Regions from separate parts of the Cricetulus griseus genome. Here region 1 is linked to region 2. Evidence: chromatin contacts called from public Hi-C data. All regions are on one chromosome and are shown on one strand. The core of a region is the stretch at or near the end of the contact, and the rest is flanking DNA. Distances in the headings are between cores, read along the strand shown.

What was found. Hi-C and Micro-C count contacts between places; a contact is called where the count stands out from the background.
Region 1: a Hi-C map of the CHO-K1 cell line shows a contact between it and region 2, with 6 times the contacts expected there. The contact joins the enhancer-like site here to the promoter of Pds5b in region 2. A contact is called at or near these places in 4 of 8 Hi-C or Micro-C datasets (the CHL-YN cell line, the CHO-K1 cell line and liver).

What each region holds. Positions count from the first base shown.
Region 1 is chr4:87,129,199-87,136,604 of CriGri-PICRH-1.0, reverse strand. No RefSeq gene overlaps it. Among named protein-coding and RNA genes, the nearest start is that of Rfc3, 100 kb to the left of the region's middle. Within about 2 kb of position 4,989, at least 4 of the 6 cell types and tissues checked have open chromatin away from gene starts, as enhancers often do. A contact at or near this core is called in the CHO-K1 cell line, where this site is marked.
Region 2 is chr4:86,462,001-86,469,278 of CriGri-PICRH-1.0, reverse strand. It overlaps Pds5b (sister chromatid cohesion protein PDS5 homolog B), which reads right to left and starts at 1,539. Exons shown (of 35, transcript XM_035443193.1): 1 at 1,399-1,539.

The DNA.
Region 1 (7,406 bases), core at 3,740-6,239, 660 kb before region 2:
CAAGCTTGATGTAGGCAATCTTCCACCTTGTTCAGTGAGACAGGGTCTCTCAGTCAAAGCCAGAGCTCACTGATGTGGCTCAACTCCCTACCCAGCTTGCTCTGGGATTGCAGGTGGGTTGCCATGCCCATCTATCATTTATGTGGGCCCTGAGGATCCAAGTTCCAGTCCTCATGACATAACTACCAAGCTGTCTCCTGAGCTATGATACTAAATATGGTAAACTGTTACCTACAAGTGGATGGGTCTAGGTAATGACAGTTCAAGGAATAGCAGAGAAGTATAAGACTAAATAGATCCCCTTCCGCCCCCTACCTCTAAGTTACTTTTTGTCTGTGGTGTTTATCACAGCAACAGAAAGTAGCCTTGCACCTGTCATTGCTGAATCTGGAAGACAGATCCATTTTAATACTTTATTAAATATATGAGATATTTTATGCATATAAAGTGTGGAAATCTTAAAATGTTGATAATCCCAAAACATACCATCTGCTACAATGTTCTCACTTTAGTGGCACATGCCTGGAAACCCCAGCATTCAGGAGGCTGAGAAAAGAGGATCACAAGTTCAAGGCCTCCCCCATCCTCCCCCTGAAAGCTGTAATTTACCCATAAATCCAATCAGATCCGCTAACTCTGGAATGCATGCAGTGTAGTCTCCTACTGATCATGAGTAAGAAAGATCATTCTGAAAGCACAATAATAAATTTAACTCACCATAGGGGAACATGAGCCATTAAAAGGAACTCCGCAGTATTAATTTAAATTCATTTCCCCAAAAACAGCTTGAAATGACAACTTGAATGAGATTTTAAAATGTATCAAGCTAAAAGACTAGAAAGGGTGAGAACCATTAAACACATTATTAGGCAGCATGAAGGCTACAGAGTCCACTAGAAGCAACAAAATGGCAGAACTTTCAGGATAAAAACAAAACAAAACAAAAAACAAAACCAGATACTCTGGTCCACTGTCTGAGTCACACATGAATCAGGCATTGCCAACTAAAATAAAAACCTGAACAGCTGTACAGACCACTGACCATAGCAAAGATTAACTAGGACATTGTGAATCAACTTTTCAATTTTCCTTGGGAAAAAAATACTTCTTTTTACAGGTGTCCATTAAACATTCATTTGTGTGTTAGAAATTTTAGGGAACATGAACTAAAGAAAAATTGGCCCACAAAGAAATTAATAATATAAATTACTTTTTAAAAATGGTTTGGGACTTTAATCCCAGCACTCAGGAGGCAGAGGCAGAGGCGGGCAGATTGCTGTGAGTTCGAGGCCAGCCTGGTCTCCAGAGCAAGTGCCAGGATAGACTCCAAAGCTACACAGAGAAACCCTGTCTTGAAAAACCAAAAAAAAAGGCTTTGGATGGCTGGAGAGATGGCTCAGTGGCTAAGAGCACTGGCTGCTCTCCTGGAGGTCCTGAGTTCAATTCCCAGCAACCACATTTTGGCTCACAACCATATGTAATGAGATCTCTTCTGGATTGCAGGCATACATGAGACAAAACACTGTATATCAAATAAATAAATCTTTTAAAAATGTTTTTGGAAACATGATCCTCCTGAGTGCTTAGATTACAGGTGTGCTCTACCACACCTAGGAACTTCAGTTTGAAGAAAGTTTAATAAAGAAGTCCTAACCATTGTGTCAAGTATCCTAGGAATTTCAGTTTGAAGAAAGTTTAATGAAGAAGTCCTAATCATTGTGTCAAATATCATCAAACAGTATTGAAAGTAAATTTCAATATCATTTCATATGATGCCTTGTAGGTGGATTTTTCCTCCTTGCCAAATAACTGACTCAATATTAATTATAAATGTTCAGCTGATAGCTCAGGCTTACTACTAACTAGCTCTCACACCTTAAATTAACCCATTTCTATTCATCAATACATTGCCATGTGGCTCCGGCTTTACCTGTCCTCCAGCATGCCTGACTCCCTCTGTGTTTCCTGGCGACTCCACGGACTTCACCTTTCTTTCTCCCAGCATTCTAATTTTGGCTGTCCAGCCTATACTTCCTGCCTGGCTACTGGCCAGTCAGTTCTTCATTAACCAATGAGAGTAACATATATTCATAGTGTACAGAAGGTTTATTCCACAGCAATACCTACTGAAAAAAAAAACTGTCTAGGATAAATGGCAATGTTGATAGTCATAATAAAAAATTTAACCAACAAATATAATAAAGCTCTCAAAATACAGCAAAGTAATATTATTAGTGAAAATTACCACTTTCACTGCAAGGTGGGTTTAAAATGAAGAGCAGAATGTGTTTTTCTTCCATTAGTGTAAATGGTTGTTGACAATTACTTGAACAAAAGGTAAACCCTATGCTCTCCCCTGTTACCTCCCTCTGTCTCTTTAGAGACTCATTCAGGTCAGAGGGAGGGAGGGAAGGAAGGAGAGAGGGACCCCAGAACTCCACATTTTTCATATTTAATGGGTAAAACAATGGGTTTAGAATAGCCTATCTTAATTTTTTAATGTATAGGTGTTTTACCTGTATGTATACCTGTGTACAACGTGCATGCCTGGTGCCATTGGATGCCACAAGAGTCATTGTATTGGATCCTCTGAAACTGGAGTTACAGACAGTTGTGAGGTGCCATGTGGGTGCTGGGAACTGAACCCAGGTCCTCTGCAACAGCAGCCAAAGCTGCTGTTGCAGCTTGAGTCATCTCTCTAGACCCTTCTAATGGAGGTCCTACTGAGTCATTACAAAGATACTATTTCAGTTGTCTTCAGTTAGATGCATTAACTTGTAAATAAAGGGAACATGGTCTTTATTTACTTTATTTATTTACTTTATTTATTCACACTTACTTGGGTAAACAGCCTAAACAAACCACTTTTAGAAATCACATCAGTATGAACACAGCAAACCTATGTAGGGATATCTATATTTCCATTGGGATCAAAGTGAAAAGTTACAGAGAGCAGGGCATTTTATTGATAGATTAGGGTCAAATGCCATTGTCAAACTAGGAATGCAAAGGCTTCAGCAAGCTTGCTCTCTACAAACTAAAGCCGTGTGTTCATTTTAGATTGCATAGTAGGTGTAAGGGCCAATGACTCGGTGAAACAAGGAATTACCAGTTAGAAAATGAGAGGTTTTTTTTTTTTTTAAATTACCTTCTGGAGGGTAAAAATTAAAATGTGTCCATTGAAATGATTTTGTCCTTTCTGAGCTTTCAATAATTTTCAAGAAACAGAGAAGAAAAAAATGACATCATCATAATTGAAATATGTAGTATGCCTGGTATTACAGCACCCTCTATCACAGAGTATAATTATATGAACTAGTTTTCCTAATATGAGCATGTATTTACAAACTTCATGGTTTTAGTGCTTAGTTCACTTCCATGGCACCAGGTGGAAAGGCTACTACTAATTAGTCAGGTTTCAGTGTCAATATAGCAATACCAGCAAGAGTGCTCTCAACAAAGCCATCCTGAACTCTAAATTATTTTAATGTGTGCCTTACCCACCCAGCTCTTCTTCCACGTTGACTCTCCCAGTTATAAACTATAGTGAACAGGCTTCTTAAAAGCCTTCTAAATTTGAATGCTTCTGCAAGTAGGAAAACCACTGCTGGACCAAAAACGCCTAGTGACAAGTGACAGTGACAAATGTCCCCTTCTAAGGGACATTTCACTGATTTGCACTGTGTGTCTTCATATACAGTATTGAAAACAATAGCTAAGAATGCTTCAGGTCTAAAAAAATCTGGATTTTTCAAACATGAATTCTTAAAGAGAAATGGCATGTTGATTTTCTAACTTTGGGGTGTTGTGCCCAAGTCACAAGGATCCCCCAAGGAGACCAGGGTGACAGACCACCGATGCAAATGCATCAGGTTTATTAAATTGTTTATCCTACACCTCGGGAGGGACCCTGTCTAGCAAGCTAACATAGCAGCCTCCAGAGGGGGTGAAGTTCTCTGTCTATTGCTAGGTTTTAAAGACAAAAGTAACAGGATTCCATCAGGAGTGATGGGTTGATTTCTGATTGGTTGACATTTGGGGAACAATCAAGAAATTTCTCAAAGTCATATTTTGGCATGAAATACCTGTGTACCAGGTATTCTCATTGGTCAGTGCGGAGAGGGAACATTCTGTGGTTTCTATGGCTTTGTCTTGTTACTTTCAGGTGGCCTGTTGTTCATAGATACTAATAGTTTTCAGAACTGTATCCTGGACACTATAGGGGAGGTATCGGTCTCCCCTGGAGTTTCTTTTGTGGCCAAACAGTTCCCAGGAACCAAGTACCTACGAGGTTGGGGGAGCGGGGAGGAGGGTCTGGAGTTTCTTCGTGTTTAGTTTTGGCCCTAGGCTCCAGGAGGCCAAAGGATCTAGAGTTTCCTTGTGTCAGAGGCCTACTTGTCTTTTCTGTAGCCTGTCATGGCTGCTAAAGCAGGCAGCTGAGTGAGGGTCTGGTCCCTTTATTTTTAAATTATTATAAGTGAAGCCTTTGAGTTTAGTTTTCCCCTTTCAGGGGAATTTTATTTAAAGGAGATAAGCCATGCAAATATAGTGTATACTCCACATTTCTGAGCTAAACCTGGTGAGACTGTCTTGTTTTAAAACATCTATTAATTTTTCTAATTTTCAATCCCCAATGTTGCTCGTTTTCGCAACACCCACTTGGAAGGAAGCAAAAGCTTTTTACAGCACAGGCTAATGAAGGTACGAAATAGAGTCATCTCTGTAAAACGAAAAATGGAGGACCTCGGTCCACTCAGAGTGAACCGAAGAACACAGGCTGCGGCCCGGAAATGAGGAACCAGAGAGCAGAACAAAAGGAAACGGGAACTGTGTTCCTGGGGCTTGAAATCACGGGAAAAAGCCGACTTCCTGCCGCCTGAGGACCGTTCCACATCGGGACTCCAACTGTTTCCGTTCGGAGTAACCGCAAAACCCTTCCCGCGCGGGAACTCGTCAGGGGCGGAGTCTGAGGTCCCGCCCTTCTGGCGGAGTGCGTAAAGCCTACCCGGGGCCGCGGCGTCTCTGGAAGGTTCGGAGGGGAGGAAGCGAGCCCCTCCGCCGCAGGAGGAACACGCGACGCCAGATGGCGCTGCCGCACCGAGAGCCAGAGCCTGGGCCTCAAGGGAGATGGGAAGAGGCGCCACCGGAAGTGCGCATTCCCGTCCCGGATATTAAGCCTTCTGGCATGTTCCCGCGCGAGGGCGGGGCTAAACCGGAACCGGACTGCCAGCGCCAGGCCTCGGCGCGGAAGAGCAAGGCGGTGCACCCTCGCAAGCTCGGACTTCCGACGCGCGCGCCGCGTCTCTTGGCGGGAGCGCGAGGGGCGGGGCGTCCGCCGCGCTTGCGCACTAGAAGGGCGTTGGTGCGGAAGGCCCGTGGTTGTTTCTCCATCTTTGATCGCTGACTCGCCCCGTCGGGCGGAAATGGAAGTGGTGTCGGAGTAGGTTTTTGTTGGTTTGTTTTGCTGCTTCCCACCCATGGGGGTTGATTTCTGGCTGTAAGTTCCGCTTCTGGAAACCTCTGCAAAGTTAGCGGTGTACGAGGCGGCCCCGTGCTGAGTTCCTCCCGTGCCAGCCGCGGGCCTGTCGCCCCCGTCTCATCTCCCACTCGCATAGGCGCCTCCTGGCAGCCGCGGGCGTCGTCCAAGGCCCCGGAGAAGCACTTGTCTCGGCCCTTGAAAGCACGATTCGGGTTTTACTTTCTGTTTTCGCCAGGGTGTCGGTGGCGTGGCTTTGCACACAACAGTTGGTTAAGGAAAAGCCGCCAAAGGCCAGCCCCGCCCCTTCCCCACGTCGGCAGTGTCCGTCCGGTGACAACTTCACCAGAGTGCCTGGGCTTTTGTTTTGGTTTTGGATGTATCTTGAGGATAATGCGGAAAGTAAAAGCCGCGTGACTCAGTGTCCACCTTTTATCTCAGGCTAAGGGACAGTTCCCCAAAGCGCCCGGTTTTCTCATAAATCTGTTTTCAGCCTTTGGTAAACAACGTTTAGGAATTTCAGAGATCCATGCTCTCAGTGGCTTAGTAAAAACAACGTTCTTTACTTTTTTAAAAAATGCACTTTATTTTGCTCGTATTTCCAACCCCACCTCTTTGCCGCCTTCATCCCCAGCCCCTCTACAAAGTCAAAACAAACACAAAAATAATAAAGCAACGCGCATGTACATGCACACACACACACACATACACACAGAATTTTGTGTTGGCCACCCGCTTCTGTACATGGAGACTGTCCTAGAGTATGGTTGACATACCCCGTGACACTCCACTGGAGAAAATTGATTTCGCCTTTCCTGTCAGCTACCTACTGTAAATATCTATTGGTTAGGGGTGGGACTTGTGTTCTCTAACCCCTTCTCTGTATTGGGATTTTTTTCCTGTTTGAACCTGTTGTAAGTGGAAACTCCTGAAAAGAAGCTGTGTGGTAGGCACTGATTGATTAGAATTTAAGTACTGTGGCGAAGTTGGGATGGTGCAGGTCCAGAGCACTACCTTGGCCAAGTTTTAGCCCCCACTCATGCTCCCACTAACCTAAAAGCTAAGGAAGTCATCAGAAAGCATATGGGGCCTGTGGGAAGGTCTGCCCCATCTTGCTGAAATCACTTCTATAATAGTCACACCAATGTATTTTAAGTCTGTCTTGATTTATGACTTTCTTTGTTTTTCGAAACTATGAAACTTCTACGTAGGAACATGGAATTTGGGGTCACCTAAGTGTGTTCCCGGGGCATGGTCACTCAAAATGGCTCCAAAATAAACTCTTGTCCCCTTTAAGGTGAGCGCTATGGTTTTTGCTTTGGCACTGTAGGCCATGTGTGTGCTGTCACAGCCTCTGTGAGTTCATATATGTATCAGCCCTGGTGTGTCCAGATGATGCTATTTAAGAAATATTCAAAACTGAGTAAATAGAGTAGAAGGTAGAAAAACAGACACGGGTGTGGAGTCAGGAATGGGTAAAATCAAATGCTCTGCTGTAGGCAAGAAAGCCTCATCTTGTGTGTCCTTCCCTTCTCCCACTCCATCCCTCTCCTTCCCTTCCCTTCTTATCTGTGAGTCAAAGAGGAAGCACCCAAGGAGTATCTGCCTAGCCTAGCTCACTATTGCCATTTGTGTAGTGTCCTGTTACAAGTTTCTGTAAGGACCAAGGAGCATTGTAGGTCATTCAGAAGAGGTCAGAAATAGGAAAAGTTGGGAGAGTATGCCCAAGGAGAGAAAAGGAAAGCTAAACTAGAAGATTTTAGAAAGCATGAAGTGGAGAGTGGACCTAAGCCTGTGATCTGAAGAAAGATTGATGTGACTACATGGCGGTGGTCTCCTGGGACCCATGAGAGTTCCAGCTTCTGTGCTTCACATTTTTATTCAGGAAACCTTGACCAGGCTTCCATTTAATGCTAGACATTGACATTAA
Region 2 (7,278 bases), core at 290-2,789:
GTTAGTCTGGAGATACTACCCTCCACCCCACCCCTGAAAAGACTCATATTTAAGTTTTGAGAATAAATTTATCGTATTAATCTCATCATGTGCCATGTAACTTTTACCTCCAAGTTCACCGCTGGAAATCCAGTTCGGTTTTATGCTGTCACCATGAGGAGGAAGATTAACTGTCCCACACTGACCTGCCATACCACACAAGTATTCATTTTACTGTCCCCCAAACACTAACATCTGACATGACTACTGCACAGCACATGAGATGAAGCCCGAGTTTGTGCTATTTTACTTGACTTCTACAAGAGTTAACACAAAAAAATATCCCCTCCTGGAACTCTTACCTTCGTGCGTTGAGAACAATGCTTATACTGCCATTCACGATTTCAGTCACTATGATTTAGCTACAGCCCACCTCCTGCAGCTAAATTACACGTGGCTTTTTAAAGGCTATTAGGGAGGTATGTATAAAGGGCTCCCCAACTCTCTCCGGGCCCCAGACCAACCTTCAAAATGAAACACTACATTCAACGCTTCCACAAGTATTCAACAGAGAGACCGCTCCTTGGAGCCAGTACTGCCACCCACCCGTTCCTAACACAAGTATCAGATGAGCGTTCTTTCGAGATCAAAAAAGGGGGTGGGAGGACTGTTAACTCTAGTCGGGTTCTTGAGGATGGAGCGGACGGATCACTCCTGTTTCAAACCTCTCCGGAGCTCACACCGGAATAGCATGCAGCTCTGAAGAGCAGGTGCTGAATTTCGGGGTGCAGAGTCAGCCCTGCAAACACCTGTCGGCTGCACGGTACATGCCTGCTACTACGTGCTAACAGCAGTCTTTAACGTACGGAGCAAAAACCGAAACAAAACAAAAAGCAGACCCACAGCCACAGCCGCCGTCGCCGCCGCCTGGGCTTCTCCCGGACCGCAAACTTTTCAAGTGTCAGTGGAATAACGGTGCAGAGGCGGGCGAGCCCGCACCGCTCGCCCTCCGCACCGCCGTGGGGCTGCACCCGTGCTCACCCGGGGAGTCGCTCGGCCGGCTCACAGACAGTTCCCCCGACTCCCGAGCAGCGCGGCGAGCGCGCCTCCCCTCGCGCCCGGCCCTCGGGTAGCCGGAAGGGGGAAGCCGCGCGGGGGGCTTCTCTTCGGGAGGCGGGGAGGGGGAGGGGCGCGGCGGCGGCGGCGGCGGCCCCCGCAGAGGTCACTCCCGGCCGGCGCGAGCGGCGGCCCGAGGCCTCCCCGCCCCCCGGCCCCGGCCCCCGCGGCCCCCGAGGACACCGGGACACGCGAGGCTCGGCGGGCGGCGGCTCCACGCGCGCACGCCCCGCTGGAAAATGGAGCGTGGAGCGCCGAGGCAAGGAAGAGGCGCTCCCTTTCCGTTACCCGAATCGCTCCTACCTCCGGCTGCCCGGATCCTACACTCCCCGCGCTCCGCCGCTCTCCGGGATCCGCCGCCCTCGCCGCCGCCGCCGCCGCCGCCGCCGCCGCCGCATCCAATCGCCTCCTCCCCCCCTCCCCTTCCGCAGCCAGTCCAGGCCGTTCCTCCTCCTCTCCGCTTCAAAATGGCGCCAAGAGCTGCTCCGCGGCTGCTCCAATCGAACCGCGGCGGACGGCGCCCGGGGGGCAGGCAGAGCTGCGCGCGGGTCCCCAGCGCCCCCTGCCGGCCACACGGCTTCGTGACCAGGCGCGCGCGCATGCGCCCCTTAGCCCGAGCCCTGGGCTCCGCCTCCCGCCAGGCGGCGCGCACGCGCAGGCTCCGCCCTGCCCGCGCGGGCGCCGCTGTCTCCCTGGCAGCAGCGAGATGGACAGCTGTCAGTGCGTTCTCAAGATTGACACAGCCTCCCAAGCTTTGGCGGGAAATGTGTAGATTGCTGTAGGCCGCTGGCTTTTGGGTTTTTTCTTTCCTGTTTTTCCTTTTTTTTTGGGGGGGGGAGGGAGGGATTCGAGACAGGGTTTCTCTATAGTTTGAATCCTGACCTGGAACTAGATCTGTAGAGCATGCTGGCCTCGAACTCATAGATCCGCCTGCCTCTGCCTCCTGAGTGCTGGATTAAAGGAGTGTGTCATCACCGTCCGACTTTTCTGTCCGTTTTTTGACAGGGTCTCACTATGAAGCCCTGTGTTCACCAGGCTGGCCTTCAACTCACTATGTAGACCAGGCTGGCCTGGAGTTCAGAGATCTACCTGCCTCTGCCTCCCTAGTATTGGCATATGTCTTATGTTCAGCTCTCCCCTTCCTCCCACCCTACCCCGGGGGAAGGGAGTGTACTTTGTTTTATTTGAGAACAGGGTCTCACTATGCAGCACTGACTAACCTGGAATCACTATGTAAGTCATGCTGGCTTCAATCCTGCCGCTACCGCCCGAGTGCTGGGGTTAAAGGTATTGTGCCACCACTCCTGGCTGTTTTTGTTTATGTTTTTGTTGTTATTTAAACAGGGTCTCACTATGTAGCTCTGGCTGGTCTGGAACTCGCAGAGACCCACCAGCCTCTGCCACCCAAATGCTGGAATTAAAGTTGCGTACCACCTTGTGTGATGTCTTAAACCCGGGATTCAGCCCGGCTGTGTAAAATGAAAGGAGCATTGATGTCTCCTTGCTTCCTCAGGAGGTGGCTGACCTAGGGACCCATTGTTGAACCTGTAACAAAACATCCCACCGCTCACAGAATTCCCCATCCGGAAAATGAGATTTGTCCTCCCTTGCCACTTCTGGCCTCCCTGTTGCAGCTGTGGACTGGGTGAGCTAGGATGGATGTTTCTCTTCACCCCAGGGCCCTCCCTGAGCTGACTAACTGCTCTCTTTTTGCCCTTTGGTAGGGTCCATCCCTGCAGTGAGCAGGATCTCCCTGCTATCAAGTGTCTGGCACTAACTGTTTCAGAGGGTTCGTTTCAACCGTGAACAAACAAAAGGTGAATTAGTAGCTTATGCTGGGATATGTATCGTTCCAAACAAAAGATAGGCAGTGCAGGGTTACAAGCCAAGCTTATTGTGCTAGGAAAGAAAAGCTGTAAAGCCTGGCAGGCCAAGCACCTTCAGATACTCACACCTCAGACACTCACACCTACTCATTTCCTCTTGCAGCCAGTTCCTGGGACAGCTCTGCTTGTCTTCGCCATCCACTATTTTGGTAGCCAGAACTACCCATTTTACCCATCCACTAAGCCTTAGGAAGTTTCCTATACAACTTTAAAGTTCCCCCGAAATATCTTAAAAAAAAAAAAAAGCTCTGGCTCTTTCACTGATCGAGGTGCCACACACCTTTATCTCAGCGCTTGGGAGACAGGGGCATGTTCAAGGCCAACCTGGTGTGGTCTACACAGTGAGTTCCAGACAGTCAGAGCTACATAATGGGACCCTGTCTCAAAGAAAGAAAGAAAGAAAGAAAGAAAGAAAGAAAGAAAGAAAGGAAGGAAGGAAGGAAGGAAGGAAGGAAGGAAGGAAGGAAGGAAGGAAGAAATGCCCAGCTCTTTGTTATTTTCTTTTTCCTCTCAATTCTGAACCCCACTAAAGACACAAACCAAGTAAGTTTCTTAGGAGAAACAGAGTGAAAGCAAACATGTTGGGGCTACTCACTGCCATGATCTCTCTTGTTTAATGTATGACAGGCCCTTAGCATGTAATGAGTGTTCAGTAAATAGTTCTGTTGGGGGTGAGCTTGGTTAAGAATGTTATTTTTTCATCTTATATGTGGACAGGGTAGGGCTTGAGATTTTTCAAGTTGTCATAATTTGCCGAGGTGCTGCCAGTTTTACCATGCATTAATCAATTTTCAACACTGCACCAAAATACTTGATAAGGAAAGATGATTTATTTTGGTTCATGGACTGAGAGGTTTCTATCTATGGTTGGCTGCCCAAAAGCAGCCAAAGAGACCTAGCTCTGAAGACAGTTTATATTGCCAGGGCCTGGCCCCTGTGACTTTTAACTCAGATGATAGTTCCCATCCTAGTTTCCACCAGTTCCCAATAGTGCCATCAAATGAGTCCAGACTGGAGGTCAGAACAGTGTCAGAGCCCCTGGAACTGGAGTTATAGGAAGCTGGAAGCCACCATGTGAGTGGTGGGAACTAAGCCCAGGTCCACTGAAAGAGCTGCAAGTGCTCTTTTTTTAAATATTCATTTGTTTATTATGTATACAACACTGTTCTGCCTGCATGCATGCTTGCACACACCAGATCTCATTACAGATGTTTGTGAGCCACCATGTGGTTGCTGGGAATTGAACTCAGGACCTCTGGGAAAGCAGCCAGTGCTCTTAACCCCTGAGCCATCTTTCCAGCCCTGCAAGTGCTTTTAACCTCTGAGCCATCTCTCCATCCTCACAAAACAAAAACATTCTTCATATTTGGGGATTTTAAAATAGCCAACTTGAAATTCACCAATATACAATAACTGATGGGATATAGTTTCAGATAACTAGGAATTGGAAGTATTCCAAAATTCAGTTGTATTTTCTATTCCTGGGAGAAGGAATGGTGTAAAAATTCTGGTCTTATACAGACACGGTTACAACTTTCTTTGATCATGAAAAGTACACATCCAGTCCTCATCTGGCCTGGTTCATGTTTGCTGCCATAGCAAATTAGTGTAGGCTTGTAGCATAGAGCAACATCAATTGTCTCTTGGCTAGAGCTCAGAAGCCTGACAGGTGTCTCCCTGAGCTAATACTTCGGGGTCCACAGGGCTGTGGTCCCTTCTCCAGACCACTGGACAAGATGCTGGATAGAGGCCTTTCCTTGCCTAAGGGACACTGACTTTGTCAGTACATGTCTGTTCTCTGCCTTCAAAGTCAATACCGCAGCATATCTTTAAGCTGTCTCCTTTGCCACAAGTCTCTCTCTCTGCTCCCTTCTACCCATCTCATCCACTTTTCAATCCCTGATTACTCAGGCCCAGGTGAGAAATCCAGAATAATCCCCCTATCTTAAGATCAGGTGATAAGAAAGCTTTATTTCATCTTTAACAGTGATGTCCCCTCACATATTAAAAGGTTCTACAGGAGTATCTTTGGGAGACACTGTTCTGCCAACCACATCATACCTATTTTTGTTATCTAGCTATTATCAGTGGGGTCCAAAGTTAAAGTTAAAGAGATTAGGAGGAAGTTGGAAGATACCAGATCTACCCTAAATAGACCTCCGTTGTCCTATGGCATTTTGAATGCTACCTATACAAACTATAAATGGTTTCCCAACTGCAGCAGAGTGTTTACTACACATCACAAAGCAAGCTGGACAGCTCATTGGGAAACAAGGAGACTCACCTAACTCAAGGCATGTCCCAAAGTCCATTCCAATGATAGCTGGCAGTCTGTGGCAGGACTTAAATTCCCAGGAGACCACAAAAGGATGCCACAATTATCATTTGCAGTCCAGGAAAATGGATCTAAACTGCAGGGAATGAAAGAAATAATCAGACTGTGTGTACCTTTTCAGCCCATGATACAAAAAATATAACTACAGTTAAAGTAATCAAGAATGCAGTATTCAATAAAGGAAAGCAAAAGCTAGGGCTAGAGAGAGAGAGCTCAGTGGATAACACCACTTGTGGCTCTTGTCGGTTTGCATTGCCTACACTCACATGGTGGCCCACAGCCATCAGTAACTCCAGTTCCAGGGGACTCAACCCCCTCTTCTAGCCTCCTTGAGTACTGCGTGCATGTGGTGCACATACGTACATGCCAGCAAACACATTTTTTTTTTAATTGTACTGGGAAGATGGTTCCGTGTTTAAGAGCACTGGCTGCTCTTGCAAAAGACCTGGGTACAATTCCAGCACCCATGTGGTGACTCACAAGTACCTCTAACTCCAGTTCCAGGGAATATGATGCCCTCTTCTGTCCACTACAGATACATAAAATAAAAATAAATTGAACTTTAAAGACAAAAAAAAAAAAAGCAAACCAAGAAAGACCAATAGGCTCCCCTGTCCCTACAGCCATTTATACTTTACAGATTTTCTTCAATGTTTGAAATATTTCAAATAATTTTTTTGGTTTTTCCAGACAGGGTTTCTCTGTAGCTTTGGAGCCTGCCCTGGAACTTGCTCTGTAGACCAGGCCAGTCTAGAACGCACAGAGATCTACCTGACTCTGCCTCTTGAGTACTGGGATTAAAGGCTTGTGCCACTACCAACTGGCTCAAATAATTTTCTTAAATTCTACATTTCCATTTGCTGGTTTGATTCTATAATCACAACCTCATGTGGTTCCCTCTCTTGGAACACACAGAGACACCCCAAAGACAAGCAAGTGAGGGGTGGGACTCAGTGACAGGAAAGGGATGGAAGAGGATCATGTATGAAGCTGTGAAGCAAATCACTTTAAGGATGTATTTATTTTACATGTGTAAGTGTTGCACACCTGGTGCCTGTAGAGGCCAGAAAACCACACCAGATCCCCTGGAACAGAAGTTACAGGTGGTTGTGGTACCTCGTGAGTGCTAAGAATCAAGGCCAAGTCCTCTGCAAGAGCAGCCAGTGCTCTTAACCACTGAGCCATCTCTCCAGCCCTCAAATAAAAACATAAAACTATTACCTTGCCTAAAGGAAATAAGAGTGTTTATTCTAATCCAAACATGAGGAATCACGGCCCAGGATTGCCTCAATCAGGTTGTCCAAATACCACGTTTGGGCTTTTGGTTTTGTTTGTAGGTTTTGAGTTTTGGTTGGCTTGGGTTTTTGTTTTGTTTTGCTTTGTTTTTTTTGTTTGTTTGTTTGTGTGTTTGTTTTGTTTTTGTTTTTTTTTTCGAGACAGGGTTTCTCTGTGGCTTTAGAGGCTTTTCCTGGAACTAGCTCTTGTTGACCAGGATGGTCTCGAACTCATAGAGATCCGCCTACCTCTGCCTCCCGAGTGCTGGGAATAAAGGCATGCGCCACCAACGCCCGGCTCTTTGTTTTGTTTTAAGACAGTCTCACTATGTAGCCTTGGCTGGTTTTAAACTCACCCTATAGACCAGGCTGGGAACTCATAGAAACCTGTCTGCCTCTGCCTCTGCCTCTGCCTCTCTCGGGTTAGGATTAAAGGTGAGTGCACCACACTGCCCAATAACCACATTTCATCATGTAAATGGTTACGTGCATGAGAGAGAGAGAGAGAGAGAGAGAGAGAGAGAGAGAGAGAGAGAGAGAGAGAGAGAGTGCACTCCCCATATGTGGAGATGGATGTCAGATATCTTCCCCTATCATTTGTTCCACACACTTTTTTCTGAAACATGGTCTCTCGCTGAACCTGGAGCTCACTGTTTTGGCTAGACTACAGGCCAGTAAGCCCACTAGT